Linked DNA regions of Sus scrofa: all the other regions are linked to region 4. Evidence: chromatin contacts called from public Hi-C and promoter capture Hi-C data. All regions are on one chromosome and are shown on one strand. The core of a region is the stretch at or near the end of the contact, and the rest is flanking DNA. Distances in the headings are between cores, read along the strand shown.

Region 1 (2,700 bases), core at 122-2,621, 330 kb before region 4:
AATAAAAACGAAAAATCTCTCCCCCTGCCAGCTCTGCACCATTGCCCCAGGGCTTCTTGCTCTGCGGCGTTGTTCTCTGGCCTCCAACACCAGCTGCCTTTCTCAGGAGCCTGCCAGTCCCCGCCTGGGCTCAGGCAGGGCCCGACGGCGGTGCCCACAAGCACCCCCACTACTGCTGCTGCTGCTGCCGCTGCCGCCCTGGGCCCAGGCACCCGGAAGTGGAGGTCAGTGTGCAAAGGCCTCTGGGAGGGCCTTGGGGCGGCCACTCGAGATGCCCCGAGACTCAGCAGAGGCTCCAACACTAGGAGAGACTATCTGGGACCTGGTGATGCTGCTGCCCTCAGCTGCCAGAGGCCTGCCCTAAAGAGACATGGGTCAGGTGAGCCCCGGGAAAGACATCGCTGCCGGCCTGCCAGCCCCCAGCCCCTCGCAGGGCCCAGCAGGTCAGAGGACAGCAAAACCACCGCCCCCAACTCCCTCAAATCCACCACCATCTCTCAGCCAAATGGGAAAAGGAGGTGGGGGACTTCTGACTCTAGAAATGGGACGTGGTGATGGCAGGACCCAAGTGTGTGCTGGATGCAGAACCCAACAGACACTTGCAAGGTAAGTGGTGGGACACCCATCTGGAAGCAGGGGCCACTGAGGCCAGAGGAGAGGAACCTGGCCAAGGCCACAGGTGGCTCTGGAAAGCTGGGAGGGAGGGACGGGGCACAACCTCCGGCTCTGGCTCCAGGCCATGCTCTCCTTGGGAGGTGGTAGTTCTGGTCCAACCCTGGGCACGGAAGACAATGAGACACCTGGCCAAGGACTGCGGAGCAACCAGGAAGATCATACGCAGGGCCACCTCCCTGACTAGTCACGGGTTCCAAAGGGAAAAGGAAAAGAACCACCAAAAGATTTGGAAATAGCCCTTGGAAAACAGAGGGGTGGAGTAAGTAAGTGTCACCAGGTGCTCCGAAGTCAGACGGGCCGGAATTCCCATCTCGCCTCTCCAACTGCAACCTCGTGGGCCCAGACCGGGGGCCTCGCCATCACTGAGGCCGAGACGGCTCTGCCCGTGCCAGGAGCCACGAGACCTCGCCAAGGGAAACCCGCGGTTCCTCCTGGAAAGGAGCGTGTGTCCCCACCCTCCAGGCACTGAGCCTGCCCAAGTGCCAAGCAGGCGCCCGGGGACGTGGGGAAGGCCTCTCATCTTCACCACAGCGGCCAGGCCTCTCTCACCTCATCTCGCGTGGCCACCCGCATGGCGCTCAACCCGGCTGCCACACCTGACTGCTCGCCTGCGCCCTCACCTCTGCCCTGGCTTGGCGCTCCCTCTGCCTTCCCTCCAGCTCTTCGAGCCTGACTAGCTAGCTCCTTCTGGGTCCTTCAGGCTTCAGCGCAGACACCACTTCCTCCAGGAAGCCTGCCCTGACTGGGCAGAGGCCTGCTCCACACTTCCACAGCTTCCGCGCTCATGTGGTGACGGCATCTGAGCAGCCTGGGACGGGACCTGCCTGTCCCGTCTCCTGCCTCCCGCAGCGAGATGCCCGTTTCCCTGGACCTCCGCGTACAAGGCCAGGGCCACGGCGACACGCGCGTCTTGAATTAATGAAAACAAACTGGAGTGCAGGGGGAGAAAGTGACTGCTAAGGTCGCTTAGCCACGGATCCTGAAAAATCTCCTGAAAAATGGGCGGGTGGATGGGTGGGCTGGGAGATCAGCAGACTCTCCCAGGCTGGAAAGGAACAGGAAGTACCCCAGACATAAACGCAAAATAAAACACCCAACTCGGAGCACAGGGCCGCGCACGGTGGCGAGAGCAAATAAATACGCCACAGGCGTACATGACACCCAAGCCAGAGAAGAGGGTGCCTCCGCATGGGCACTGCCCTGCCGAGCGGGGCGGGAAAATATCCTGCTGCCTCCACCAGGCTCAGTCCGCAAAACCACCCCCCCCGGGGGGGGGGGCATGACGTCAGCACCACCTCACACCCCACTCAAGTTTCTCTGCAACTCTGAGGCCCGGCCCACCCCTGACAACACGTCCTCCTGCTCCGAAACACGCTGCCTTTCAGGCTGGTCCCCCACGACGTCTGTCCTCGGCACAGGCGTGTCAAGGCCGGCCCAACCGAGCAGGCCCCTAAGCAGGCGGCGGGCAGGGGCCTGGACCCGCGGCCCCACCGAGGCGCCCGCCCCTCCCTCCCCGCAGGCCACGCCTGGGGTCCCCCCTGCCCGCATCTGCACGTGCAGTTCCTGCCACCCGGAAGGCCCTCCTTCCCACGCTCCACCTGTCAACTCCTACTCGTCCTCCCGGACAGAAAAAGCCACCCGCCCAGCCAGTCTCACCAGTCCCTCCACTATGTAACCCCCTGCACGCCCGAGGTACCTCCATCGCCACCCCAGCACCTGCGACTGCCCCGCTCTGCCTCGGGGTCCCCTGGGCAGGGCCCGGGGCTGGTCCCTCCCCGCCTCGGTGCCCAGCACCGGGCGCTCCCCGCCCTGCCCTCAGCAGGCGTCATCTCAGAGGAGGGCGACCGAGAGGGGGGCCACCCCCCACCAGACCGGCTCCTGGCTCCTCACAGCCGGAGACAGCAGGGCGGCGGGCAAGCCCCGCGCGCGGCTCCCCTGGTCCCCGAGCCCAAGGATGAGAGGCAGAGACGCGACGGGGTCCAGGATGCGGGCGGCGGAGGGAGGAGCGACCCGGAGGGAGGGCCG
Region 2 (2,700 bases), core at 101-2,600, 260 kb before region 4:
GATGGGCTGCACTTTCAACGTTCAGATATACTGGTACATAGAACTTTCCCGAAGAGCCGAGCTTTTTATAGGGTCCTTTCAGCTTGCTGGCTCCCCTGCTCTGGGTGAGGCTTCTTCTCTCCTCCGGAGCTGTAGCCATCCTTATGGGAGGGGGTGTCTGGGTTAGGGGTGTCTCAGTTCCAGGAGTCGTCCCAGTTGCAGAAGGAATAGTAAGAACAGAGGGTGGGAGCCTGGACGAACGGATGAAGGACACTTAGGAGAGTGTTAAGTTGGACGCTTCAAAGAGGGACCAGTGTGGTTCTTGTTTTATAGATGTGAGCCTGAGGCCCAGAGAGGGCAAACCATTTCTCCAACGTCACACAGCGAAGGGACGCAGAAACCAGCGTCATACATTGATTGACTCCAGGACAAATACACGAAGTACCTACTCTGCGCCCCACATTGTTCCAAACGCACAGGATATATGGCAGTCAGCAAAACAAAGACCTTCTGATCCAACTGTGGAACTTATTATTCCGGGCTTAATTATGATGCATTGCTAATTATGTTTGCCTCTAGGGTTGCTGCAGGGGGGTGATTCCAATTAGGGGAGGGGGGTGCCCCATGGGAGCGCCCCACGAGCCAGGGCTTCCTCCAAAACCCCCACCTCTCCATCGCCCTCTTTCTGACCTGTTCACTCACAGAGTGTTAATGTGGATACTCAAAATTAAACAGGGTATTTGGGGTCCAAAAGGGAGGAAGAGAGATTGAAGAGTCCTTTGTATCCGGCAGGGCTGTCAATAAAGTTTTGTCGCCTTGGCAACCAGGGTCCTCTCCCGGCGTGGCGACGGAGGTGCGCGCGCATTCACCCCCCTCCCGCCTGCCCCTGCTTTCTCCCTCCGGTGGCGAAAGGCTTCACCAGAGAAAGAGAATAGGCAGGTCGCGACTCTAAGGTGACGGGCGGAGACCTGAACCAATGGAAGGACGAGTCGTTCCAAGGCCGGCCAATCACACGCGGGCTCTGAAGCCGGCGGAACCCGCCCTCTTTCCCCTAGGACCCGAATAACCCGACCCAAACCGGAGTTTTGCCGGGAGGGACGGCGCTTTTGCCCAATGAGGGCGTCGATTTCGGGTTGTGGGCGGGGATACGTCTCCATGGTAGCAGATGAAGGACAGCAGTGGCGTCCACTGGACGCAGTTGGCGGCGCTTGACGGCAAGGCGGGCGTGGCGGGGTTTTGTAGGGGCACTGCCGGGGGCGGGCGGGGAGGGCCAGAGCGGATCTTGGCCAATAGGAGTGGCGCGAGCTTCGTAGCAACTGAAGAGTGGCGGCCACCTTGGCCAATGGGAGGACACGGTGGCCGTGGCGGGGCAGGCCCGGCGGGGCCGACTGGAGGCGCGGCGACCGTGTCTGACGAGAGCTGGAAGAGGCAGTGGGAGGTGGTGGCATCGGCGGCGCGGGCGCCAGAGGAGGAGGAGGAGGAGAAGCGGGTGAGGGGCGGCGCGGGGCCCGACCTCTGAGCCCCTTCTCGGCCCCCGCCCCGCGCTGCCTTGGCTTCGGGTCGTCCCTAGCCCCGACTGTCCCCGCCCCACCCGGCCCTTCCTCGTGTCCAGGCGCCCACGTCTCCCCGCCCTTCGGCGAGCCTCAGGGTGCTCGCTGCGCCTAGCCCCTTCCCCGTGCTTCTTCACCCGGGGCCCTCTCCGCAGCCCCGGGCCTTCCCCCGGCCCCGCTCTCGCGCTCCAGGCCCTTCCCTGGACCCTCAGCTCGCCCTCTGCGCTGACTCTTCCTCCCCTTCCTGGACTTGAGGCTTTTCCCCTGCACTCTCACCGCCTAGCCAAGTCCTTCCCTGGAGCCCCCAGTCTTCCCCAGGAGCCTGTCTGCTTCCCCAGTTGCCCTCTGGTCCTCAGGCCCTTCCCCTGCACTCTCACCGCCTACCCAGGCCGCTGGAGCCCCCCCACCGCCGTCTTGCGCAGGCCCCTGTCTGCTTCCCCCAGTTTCCCTCTGGACCTCAGGCCCTTCCCCTGCACTCTCACCGCCTACCCAGGCCCTTCCTTGGAGCCCAGGCTCTTTCCTCAAGGCCGTTCTACGCTCCTCCCCGGCTCCCTAGGACTTCCCCATCCCTGTTTGCTTTTCCAAGCCCTGTACTGGACCCCCTAGCCGCCCCCCTCGACCTGCTCAGGACTCTTCCCCGGAGCTGCAGGTTCTTCTCTGCTTTCGTTGGCCCCCTTGTCACCCTGCTGGCTTTTCTGGGGTCCTCCCTGGATCCCCAAGCTATCCCGCAGGCCTCTGTCCCTCCTGCAGGCACGCTGGCCCGTCACTCTGCCCCAGCTCCCACCCCACAGTGTCCATTTTTCTCTTTCCCCACATGCCCCTCTGTAGCCTCCTTTCTGTCCCAGCGCCCACCCGCGGCACCCCCTCTTTATCCCCAGCCTTCGTGTCTTCTCGACCCCCTTTCCCAGCCGCTCTAGCTCCCAGTCTGTCTTCCACCCCCCATTCCGAGGCACCATGGTGTGGGCCCCCCCCCCCGCAGGCCCTCTGCAGTGGGGTTAGGAGGCTTGTTTTGTTGCCTTTGGCTAATCCCTGTCTTTCTCCTCCTTTTTTATGGGCCTCTTCTGCTTCTCCATACTGTTCCTTCTCTCTCCCCCTCCCCCGCTTTGTCCTCTGCGCCCCTCCCTCCCCCGGAATCCTTGGAGAGGGAGCAGGTGCTGGGATCCCTCCTTTG
Region 3 (2,700 bases), core at 41-2,540, 430 kb before region 4:
CTGAGTGTGCCCAGAAAAAAGGGTAACGCTGCAGGCCCACACAAAGCAAGAGGACAGAGTGAAAGAGAAGTGTGTGGAGAAAGAGAAACATCCCCAAGAGAGAGCCTACAGTGCAAGGCCAGAGGTGGCACAGAGGGAGAATGAGGAGGGCACGCAGGTGAAGGGGGCAGGAGAGAGAGCAGGAGGTGAGCCAGGCGAGGGAAGCATCCACTTGAGGAGCAGAGCGCCTTGAGGGCGATGGCTCAGGAAAGAGCACCCTTACATGGCAACAGATGGCAGAGACCAAGGATGAAGAGCAGAAACCTGAAGGAAAGGGCATGGAAGGCTCGGGGGCTGGCCGAAGAAACGGCCCAGGCCAGAGAGCGGGAAAAGAAGCAGCACAGGCCCAGAAGAGAGGAGGAGGACGCTCAGGGAAAGTGGTACCTGCCTGGACTAGGGGAAACAGTGGGTACCGGTGAAGCTGGGAGAAGTGGCGGACTCGAGAAAGTGGGGCAGCATTCGATGGCAGAGTAGAGGTGGCACGGGCCAGGCTGGTTAAGAGCGCTCAAGGTGGGGAAAGAGCAGGGCGAAAGAGACAAGACGAGGATGGACTGGCCTGAGGCCCTCAGCAGTGGCTCGAGTCCGGAGAGAGGGCAGCGCAGGATGGCAAAAACCAGGCCAGTTCAAGTGGCTCAGGACTGGAAGAGGGGAGCTCCAGGTGGGTGGGATGGGAAAAGGACTCAGCACGGGATGATAAAGGACCGGGGCAGCATCGACGGTGCAGACCACGACTGGCAAGGGTGACTCTGGACTGGGAGGGAGGGTGCTCGAGGCAGCGCAGACCCAGGGCGGATCGGAGCCCGGGCGGGGGCGCTGACCTGGTGCAGGGCGCTGATGCCGTCGGCGTTGGTGGAGTCGAGCACGGCGCGGGCTGGCGGCGGGGCGGAGGGGTCCAGCTCGGCGTCAGGGTCGGGGTCGGCCGCGCGCAGCATCAAGCGCGCCTCGTCCAGGTCGCCACCCGCGCAGGCCGCCAGAAACTCGGCGGCGCGCTCGAAGCGCACGGTACGGGCGCGCCGTTCCCCGGGGCCCGGCTCGGCGCCTGCCCGCGCCCCCCACTGCCGCAACTGCTCCCGCCGCCGCTCACGGGCTGCCGCCGCCGCCGCCCCCGGGCCCGCCCCTGGGCCATCCTCGCCCGACATCGCGCCGCCCGCTCGCCCGCCAGGTAAGAAGCGAGCGAGCGAGCGAGCGAGCGACCAGCTCCGAGGCGTCGCCGACGCCCGCCCTCCTCCGGGCCGCCGGGAATTGCGTCCCGCCCCGCGCCGCCAGAGGATCTACCGGTCCCCGCCCGGCACGTGACGTCACCACGCCGACTCGGGGCCCGCTGGGAAATGGAGTCCACAGGCTGGAGAGGCAACCGGCAACCGCCTGAGGGCGGACCGCGGGGAACTCTGGGAAGTGGAGTCCATAAACGGAAATGGATCTCTGCAATAGTCCCGCCCCGAGGCACACTGGGAAATTCGCAGCTCCGCGGTGTCAAAAGGAAATCTGATTGGCGTGCTGGGAAGTGGAGTCTACAGGCGGGAGGTCGGCCCCAGGGCATGCAGGAAATGCCGTTCGCAGCATCCAGGTGACGAAGGGCTGGCCCCCGGGGACCTACTAGGAAATGGACTCGACAACCCGAAAAGTACAGAAGTTTTCCGTTTTCCCCTTTTTCATGTCATGTACTTTATTTACTTTGGGTTTGTCGCGCCCTTCAACAAGAAATAAGCCCCAGGAAGACCGGGATTTTTGTGTTGTGTGCTTTCCTTGTTCCCAGTACCTAGTAGAACGCGATCGGAAATAGTTTTTTGAATGAATGAATGAATGAGAGAACGGATTCTCTAGGTCGTGGGAAACACCAGGATACTATGGGAAATTGAGTCCGCAACCCTTGGATCATCAAGAAAATTGCAAGCCTTCCTGGGTGACCGCCCAGGGCATGCTGGGAAATTATGTATGCGGTACAAAGGTCATGACAATGGGCCGCTGGTCGCGCTGGGAAATGTAGTCCTAGGCAGAGCCCCCAAACACCCCAAGAAATAAGATTCGAGGGCAAGATAAGTCCAGAGTCCCCGAGTAACCCCTGGATCACATCGGGAAGGGAACCTGCGAGGTAGGATCCACAAATGAAAATGCCCGCAGAGCCTTAAACTGGCCCTCTCTGCCATTGCAATCACCCTGAGGCGTGGAGCACGCTGGGAAGTGTAGGCCGGGCTCTATATCCTCGCAAGCAATGCTGGGATTTGTAGTCCAGATGAGGCGTTCTAGTTGATGTGGCGGGCTAGTACGTAGCACCATAAAGCAAGAAATGAACCTTAGCTTGCGTGTTCGATTCCAGGCCTTGCTCAGTGGATTGAGGATCCGGCGTTGCCGTGAGCTGTGGTGCAGGTCGCAGACGCAGCTCGGACCCTGAGTTGTTATGGCTGTGGGGTAGGCCAGCAGCTCCCATTCAACCCCTAGCCTGGGAACTTACATATGCTGAAGGTGGGGACCTAAAGAGCAAAAGGAAAAGAAAAAAGAAAAAAGAAAACTATCCCCGTCTTAAGTACCTTGCACCTGAATCCTCATTGGGAAAGAGGTACGCACTTTGAGACCCGAACAAAGACCCCTAAAAATCGCAAAGAAAAGTGCTGAAATGCAGACACAGGCGAGATTCTTTTTCTTCCAAGGAATGTCAGAGCA
Region 4 (2,700 bases), core at 16-2,515:
GCGAGATTCTCTGTCTCCCGGAAGTGCCCGCTGCGTGGCTAGCAGCGTCGGCGCGGTTGGGGGGGGGAACGCTCGCTTGTGTGGTTGCCACGGCAACCGCAAGGGGGCGGCCTTGCTCAACGGTCGGGAATGTAGTCCCTTCCCTGGAGGAAGGAAATCTCGCGCACGCGCGCTCGGGCTGTGGCCCCGACGACCCGCCCCCCCTCTCCGAACAGTGAGAGGTCTCGGTTCAGACCGATCTCTACGCAGGCGCAGAGGCTCTCTCGCGCTCGCCCCTTCCACTTTGCGCATGCGCACAAAGCCGCGCTGGCAACCTCCGCAGCAGCCGCGCGCACTCTTCACTCCGCTGGCTGCTTTTGTCTCGCGAAACCTTCTTAGGCGCTTCTCAACATCGGTCCTTCTTTTCCTCCCATCGCCCCACAGGGAGAGCCGGGTGCTGAGAGCCGAGACCCTGCCTCTTCTTTTCCTTTCCCCTGACCCACCTCGCCTCTGTCCTCCCTCCCTTTTTGGTTCCCGGAGCCGGAAGGAGCCGAAGCGCCCACGGAAAAAGCCGAAGGTGTCTGCTGTGAGTCCTTCCCCAGGCGGTGGCGGAAGGAGCCGAAGTTCTCCGAAAGGGGGAGGAGGTTGCTCTTGGAATCTCCGGAAAGAGCCGAAGTTTGGAAACGGGTTTAATCTCTGGTTGGGCCCGAGGGGGAGCGCCAGAGACCTTCGGAAAGTGCCGAAATCCGGGACGGTTAGGATTGTCGGAAGTGGCCGATTGCTTGGACAGGGCCGTTGGGAAAGAGAGGGTAGAATCCGTGGAAGCAGCCAAAGACGGACGGTTTGAGTTCTTGGAAGAAGCTGAATTCTAAGTGGGGAGTCTGGGTGCTAGGAATGCGAGGACCTACGGAAACATCCGAACGTTGAAGAGCTACTATCCGAAAAGTTACGAAAACCTGAGAAGCCTGCGAAACCCTCGCTTCGGGTGTTTTCGGAAGCAGCCGAAGTCGCCTCTCCCTTCGCTCCTCCACGGTCCGGAAATAGCCGACGCGTTTCGGAGCCAGGCCCTGGGGGGAGGTGCGCCTCGTGGGCGGGCCGGCGGGGAGAGGGGCGGAGCCGGGGCGGGGCTGGGCGGGCGGCAGGGGCTTGATTAGGTAGGAGGCGGTGGAACGCCGGCGGCGGCCGGAAGTAGCCGAAGCAAGCGGCGGAAGTAGCCGAAGCGGCCGGATCGGGCGCGCGGCAAGGCGAGGCGAGAGCTACACAGGGCCCTACGCGGCCGCCTCAGCATGTCGGACTTCGACGAGTTCGAGCGGCAGCTCAACGAGAATAAGCAAGGTGAGGGCGCCGGGGGTGCGGGGCGGCGGGCGGGGCGGCTCTCGGCTTCCCCCTGTGTCCCCCGCCATTTTCCCCCTCGCTTCCCCCCCTTAGGCCCGCACGGCGCCCCCCCACCCCGCGGTGCGCGCCTTACTCACGTGACCGCCCGGCGTGCCGCCGCGCGGGAGGGGAGGGGGCGGCGGGCGCATGCGCGCCGCGTTCGGTTCCGCGCCCCACGTGGCCCCCGGCGCGGGTGGCGCGGGCGCCGCAGGCTGTCGGGAGTCCGTTGCGGACTTATTTTCTATTTTTTTAATTTGGAAAGGAGATTATGTAGATTGGGTCCCGCAACCCCTCCTTTTCTCCCGATGCCCTCGCACTTCCGCTTCCGGCCGGGCCCGCGGCCGGTGTCTCCACGCCCCCTTTGTTCCAAAATGGCGGTTGGAGCCCCCCTTCACGTGGGCGCATGCAGGGCCGCGGTGTGGGCCCTTCTCGCACCGCCGCCCTTCGCGCCTTTCCTGGGGGCTAGTCGCCGGGGTCCCTTCCAGCCTAACGTGGGTGATGCGGTGTCTCCTGGGAGAGGTCCGCACTGTGCGTTTTCAGTGTTCCTCCCGCACGCGGTTCTCCCTCGCGCCGTCGCGCCAGGCACAGTGTGGCGTGTCTGCCCCCCATATCTCCTCAGTTAGACAGGTCCCCTGTTCTGTACGAGCCCACCCTCCGGGCGCCGCGTGTGTCCGCCTTTTCAACGTGGCGATAAAGAGACAGGCTCGGAGCGAGTAGGGAGACTTAGCTCAGTTGGGAGGATGGGAGGCAAAGTCCCTCCGGTGATGCGGAGTCCAAGTAGGAGGCCGAGCTAGTGCCGACTAGTTTGGACACCCCACGAATGTTAGAACAAACTTAGGCCTGGAGGAGGTGGCGAGCGCGAGGCCTAAGCTCCTTGTGGTCAGAGGACTGCACAGGGGGCGGGGGGCGCTGGGGTTCCCCTTTCAGCCCAGTCTGCAGTTGGGAGCAGGTGGCTGGTTTAGGAGGAGACAGCGCCTGGGGAAGACGAAGTCGGGTTTCGGAGTGCCCACGGGGTGTCTGTACACGTTGTAACGCTTCACAGCACAGGCTTTGGAGGGGAGGAGACTTGGCTTCTAGTACCTGCTTTGTTGCTAAGTAGTTGTGGAACTTTAACACGTCTATGCTTTTTTTTTTTTTTTTTAATCCTTTTCTTGTGTGTAGTGGCTGTTAAATAGGTATGTGTCTTTATTACCGGTTTCTGGAGTCAATGGTGATGGCAGTACTGATAGTGCTTTGCTAAGCTTTTACACGGCTTATTTAAGTAGATGGTCAACAGCCGTGGGGGACTGACATGACTTCCTTTCCTTTGCAGAGGAGGAAGCAGGCTCAGAAAGCTTGAAAAACTTT
Region 5 (2,700 bases), core at 122-2,621, 400 kb before region 4:
GGGGAGGCAGGAACCGCAGCCCAGGTATCGGGATGAAGACAGCGAGGAACAGCCACCCCCACCCCCCGGCCCCGTCCCGTAATTCCAGGCCGGCTTCCAGAGACCAGTCCCCTCAATGTTGAGGTCCACCATTCCAAGGCCTCACCCCGCCCTCGGAGGGCGTCCCCTCCGCAAAACTTTCCAGGCCCCGCCCACTTGCTCATCCGAAGCCCCACCCCATCCTTCAAGCTCCGCCCCCAGAAGACACCTAGACGCCTTCTCCAGGCCCGTCCGCACCTTCAGCTGCAGTTTTCTCGAGGCGGAGATCTTAGACTTTTTCTGCCGGGGTGAGAGGGAGCAACAAAGGATGAGGGAGGGGAATCCAGAGGTGGACCCGCCCCCTCGAGCTAGGTCCGGATTTAGGCCCGCCTCCAACTCCAGCCTTCCATCTAAGGGAGGCCCCGCCCCTCGTTTCCTTCCACCAATCCGAGCTTCTGTCTCTGGATAGGCACCGCCCACCGTCCCTAAAGCATTCGCTTTTCCCAAGGGCAACGGGACTCCACCCATAGGCAGCTCTCCCCGAAAAGAGCCAGGATCCCTACTAAACTCCGCCCCTGAGGCCCTTCATCCGCTTGGGCTCCGCCCAAGACCAAGATCAGGTCTAGGCCCTGGCTCCGCCTCTCCTCCCCCAGGTGCAGGTAAACTAAGGCTGGAATCCGGGCTCTGTGAAGCCTACCCAAGCCCTGCCCACCGCGCTGGCCCCGATCTCACCTTGGCGTGCGGCTCGGTGGCGTAGGCGCGGTAGTTGGCGGAGGACCGGCGTCGCACCGGGGCCGGCGCGGGGCGCGAGTCCCCCGCCTGGGGTTGGGGAAACGGAGCTGGGTCACCGGAGGGACCCCCACCCACCCACACAGCCCTTCTCTGTGCGGTCCCGCCGCAGGGTCGCAGCCTCTAGCCCCAGAGTCCTCCCCGCAGCGCCCTCCCCCGCCGTGCGAGTCCAGCCCAATCCAGCTCTCACCGCATCGCCGCTCCTGGAGGGAGAGAAACCAGGGAAGGGGGTTAATGGTGGTCTGTGTCCTGTCAGTCCTCGTCCTAAGGGAGCCCAGAGACCTCTCTGACCCAGAGTCCCACCCACCAGCTCCGCCTTCTCGGTGCCTAGGGGTCGGATTCCCAAACTCGTAGCCTCATTCCGACACCCAGGGGTCCGGTCCCTACCTCCCTGCTCTGGCGGGGAGTCCTGCCTCATAGGAACCAGGGAGATATCTCCCCGACCCGCCGCTGCCTCCGGTCTCAGGAGTCCAGGCGACCCATTTTCACTCACCGGTCTGCCATGCTGTCTCCCGCCAGGAGGCAGAGAAGCGGGCAGGGGACTCTTGGAGGGTCAGTGAGGGAGTGTCCGGAGTGACCTTGAAGGCCCCTGGGACTTCTGTCTTGTCTGTTCTCCTCGAGCCTCACAGAGGACACAGAGGAGAAGGGCGAGGACAGAGACTAAATATATTGCTGCCCCCTCCTCCCCTGCCCAGCACTAGAGATAACGGGGCGCGTGAGGGGTGGGGCGGGCCCGGCTCCAGCTGGATCACCCTTCCACCTCCGGGGCCTGGGAATCCAGCCCCTCCTTCCTCCCACCTAGGAGTCCAGGCCCCCAACCCCCTGCTCTCTCAGATCCAGGAATTCAGCCCCCACCCTCCCCAACTAAATTGCTATCTCCCTAAGGGCTGGTACTTTGTCTTTCTCATCATGTTATGGACAGTTGCAGTGCCCTAAACCTGTTAGGCCGTCAATGTATTTTCTGATTTATTTGAGGTTCTAGATGTGGTGTGCCCAGACTCTCGGCAGGCAGTACACGCCACTAGGAAACCCAGAAATCTGGTCTTGGTTTCCTCTCTTGACCACTCCTGTCCCTCCCCTTTCCTAGCCCTGGAGACAGATTTTTTTTTTTTAAGGCCATATCCGGGTCATATGGGGGTTCCCAGACCAGGTGTGGAATCCGGGGTGTAGCCGCCGGCCTACACCACAGCCACAGCAATGTCAGATCCCAGCCGCGTCTGTGACCTACACCACAGCTCATGGCAACGCCAGATCCTTCACCCACTGAGCAAGGCCAGGGATGGAACCTGCGTCCTCATGGATGCTCGTCAGATTTGTTTCCACTGAGCCGTGATGGGACCTCCTGGAGACAGATTGAAGGCAGGAAAGACACACGGACACAGGGAAAAGAGACCCTGGCTCTCTTTACTTGGTCCACGCAGGGCCTGACCAGCTCCAGAGGAGGGGACACCCCTACCCCACAGTTAGGAATGGGACGCCGGAGGACGAGGGGACCACGCAGAGGGTCTGAACCCCAGGGCCAGACCTGCAGGCTGCGTTGTTCAGGGTCTCGAGAGTGGAATGTAGAACTCAGAGAACAGTCTAGATTCTAGGAGTAAATAAATATAGAATCCCAGGAATGGAATCTGAAATTCTAGCGACACCTCTGGGGCTGAGTTGGGAGCAGAGAGTATTTTAGAGGTGGGTTCAAATTCTAGGACCTGACTTCAGAAGTTAGAGGTAGGGGACTTGGTCTCTGGGGGTCTGGTCAGACTGTCGGGTTTGGGAGGTCTGACTCCCTGCGGGCAGAGCCAAAACCTCCTGGAGTGAAACCTGAGACGCTGAAGGCAGCTAGAAGGGCTCAGGGGGCGGGGTCCGACCTTCAAGGGGTTGGGTCAGGTCCTCAGAGGGCGG

Evidence for each region. Promoter capture Hi-C pulls out the DNA fragments that hold promoters and counts their contacts. A called contact is a pair of places that touch in the nucleus more often than the background predicts.
Region 1: a contact with region 4 is called in a promoter capture Hi-C map of fetal liver, with 3 times the contacts expected there. The contact joins the promoter of PPP6R1 here to the promoter of U2AF2 in region 4. A contact is called at or near these places in 2 of 5 promoter capture datasets (fetal liver and liver) and 1 of 2 datasets of contacts at active chromatin or transcription factors (alveolar macrophages).
Region 2: a contact with region 4 is called in a Hi-C map of heart right ventricle, with 2.7 times the contacts expected there. The contact joins the promoter of KMT5C here to the promoter of U2AF2 in region 4. A contact is called at or near these places in 1 of 47 Hi-C or Micro-C datasets (heart right ventricle) and 1 of 2 datasets of contacts at active chromatin or transcription factors (alveolar macrophages).
Region 3: a contact with region 4 is called in a Hi-C map of skeletal muscle, with 6 times the contacts expected there. The contact joins the promoter of PPP1R12C here to the promoter of U2AF2 in region 4. A contact is called at or near these places in 2 of 5 promoter capture datasets (fetal liver and liver), 3 of 47 Hi-C or Micro-C datasets (heart right ventricle, liver and skeletal muscle) and 2 of 2 datasets of contacts at active chromatin or transcription factors (alveolar macrophages and skeletal muscle).
Region 5: a contact with region 4 is called in a promoter capture Hi-C map of fetal skeletal muscle, with 2.8 times the contacts expected there. The contact joins the promoter of TNNI3 here to the promoter of U2AF2 in region 4. A contact is called at or near these places in 1 of 5 promoter capture datasets (fetal skeletal muscle) and 1 of 47 Hi-C or Micro-C datasets (heart right ventricle).

What each region holds. Positions count from the first base shown.
Region 1 is chr6:59,446,321-59,449,020 of Sscrofa11.1, forward strand. It overlaps PPP6R1 (serine/threonine-protein phosphatase 6 regulatory subunit 1), which reads right to left and starts at 1,372. Exons shown (of 24, transcript XM_021094995.1): 1 at 1,225-1,372. The coding sequence starts at 1,248.
Region 2 is chr6:59,515,708-59,518,407 of Sscrofa11.1, forward strand. KMT5C (histone-lysine N-methyltransferase KMT5C) reads left to right here and starts at 1,351. Exons shown (of 9, transcript XM_021095006.1): 1 at 1,351-1,468.
Region 3 is chr6:59,345,887-59,348,586 of Sscrofa11.1, forward strand. It overlaps PPP1R12C (protein phosphatase 1 regulatory subunit 12C), which reads right to left and starts at 1,291. Exons shown (of 20, transcript XR_002344812.1): 1 at 858-1,291.
Region 4 is chr6:59,772,925-59,775,624 of Sscrofa11.1, forward strand. It overlaps U2AF2 (U2 small nuclear RNA auxiliary factor 2), which reads left to right and starts at 1,266. Exons shown (of 12, transcript NM_001315804.1): 1 at 1,266-1,314. The coding sequence starts at 1,266.
Region 5 is chr6:59,369,045-59,371,744 of Sscrofa11.1, forward strand. It overlaps TNNI3 (troponin I3, cardiac type), which reads right to left and starts at 1,372. Exons shown (of 8, transcript NM_001098599.1): 1 at 1,301-1,372; 2 at 998-1,010; 3 at 751-837; 4 at 277-318. The coding sequence starts at 1,311.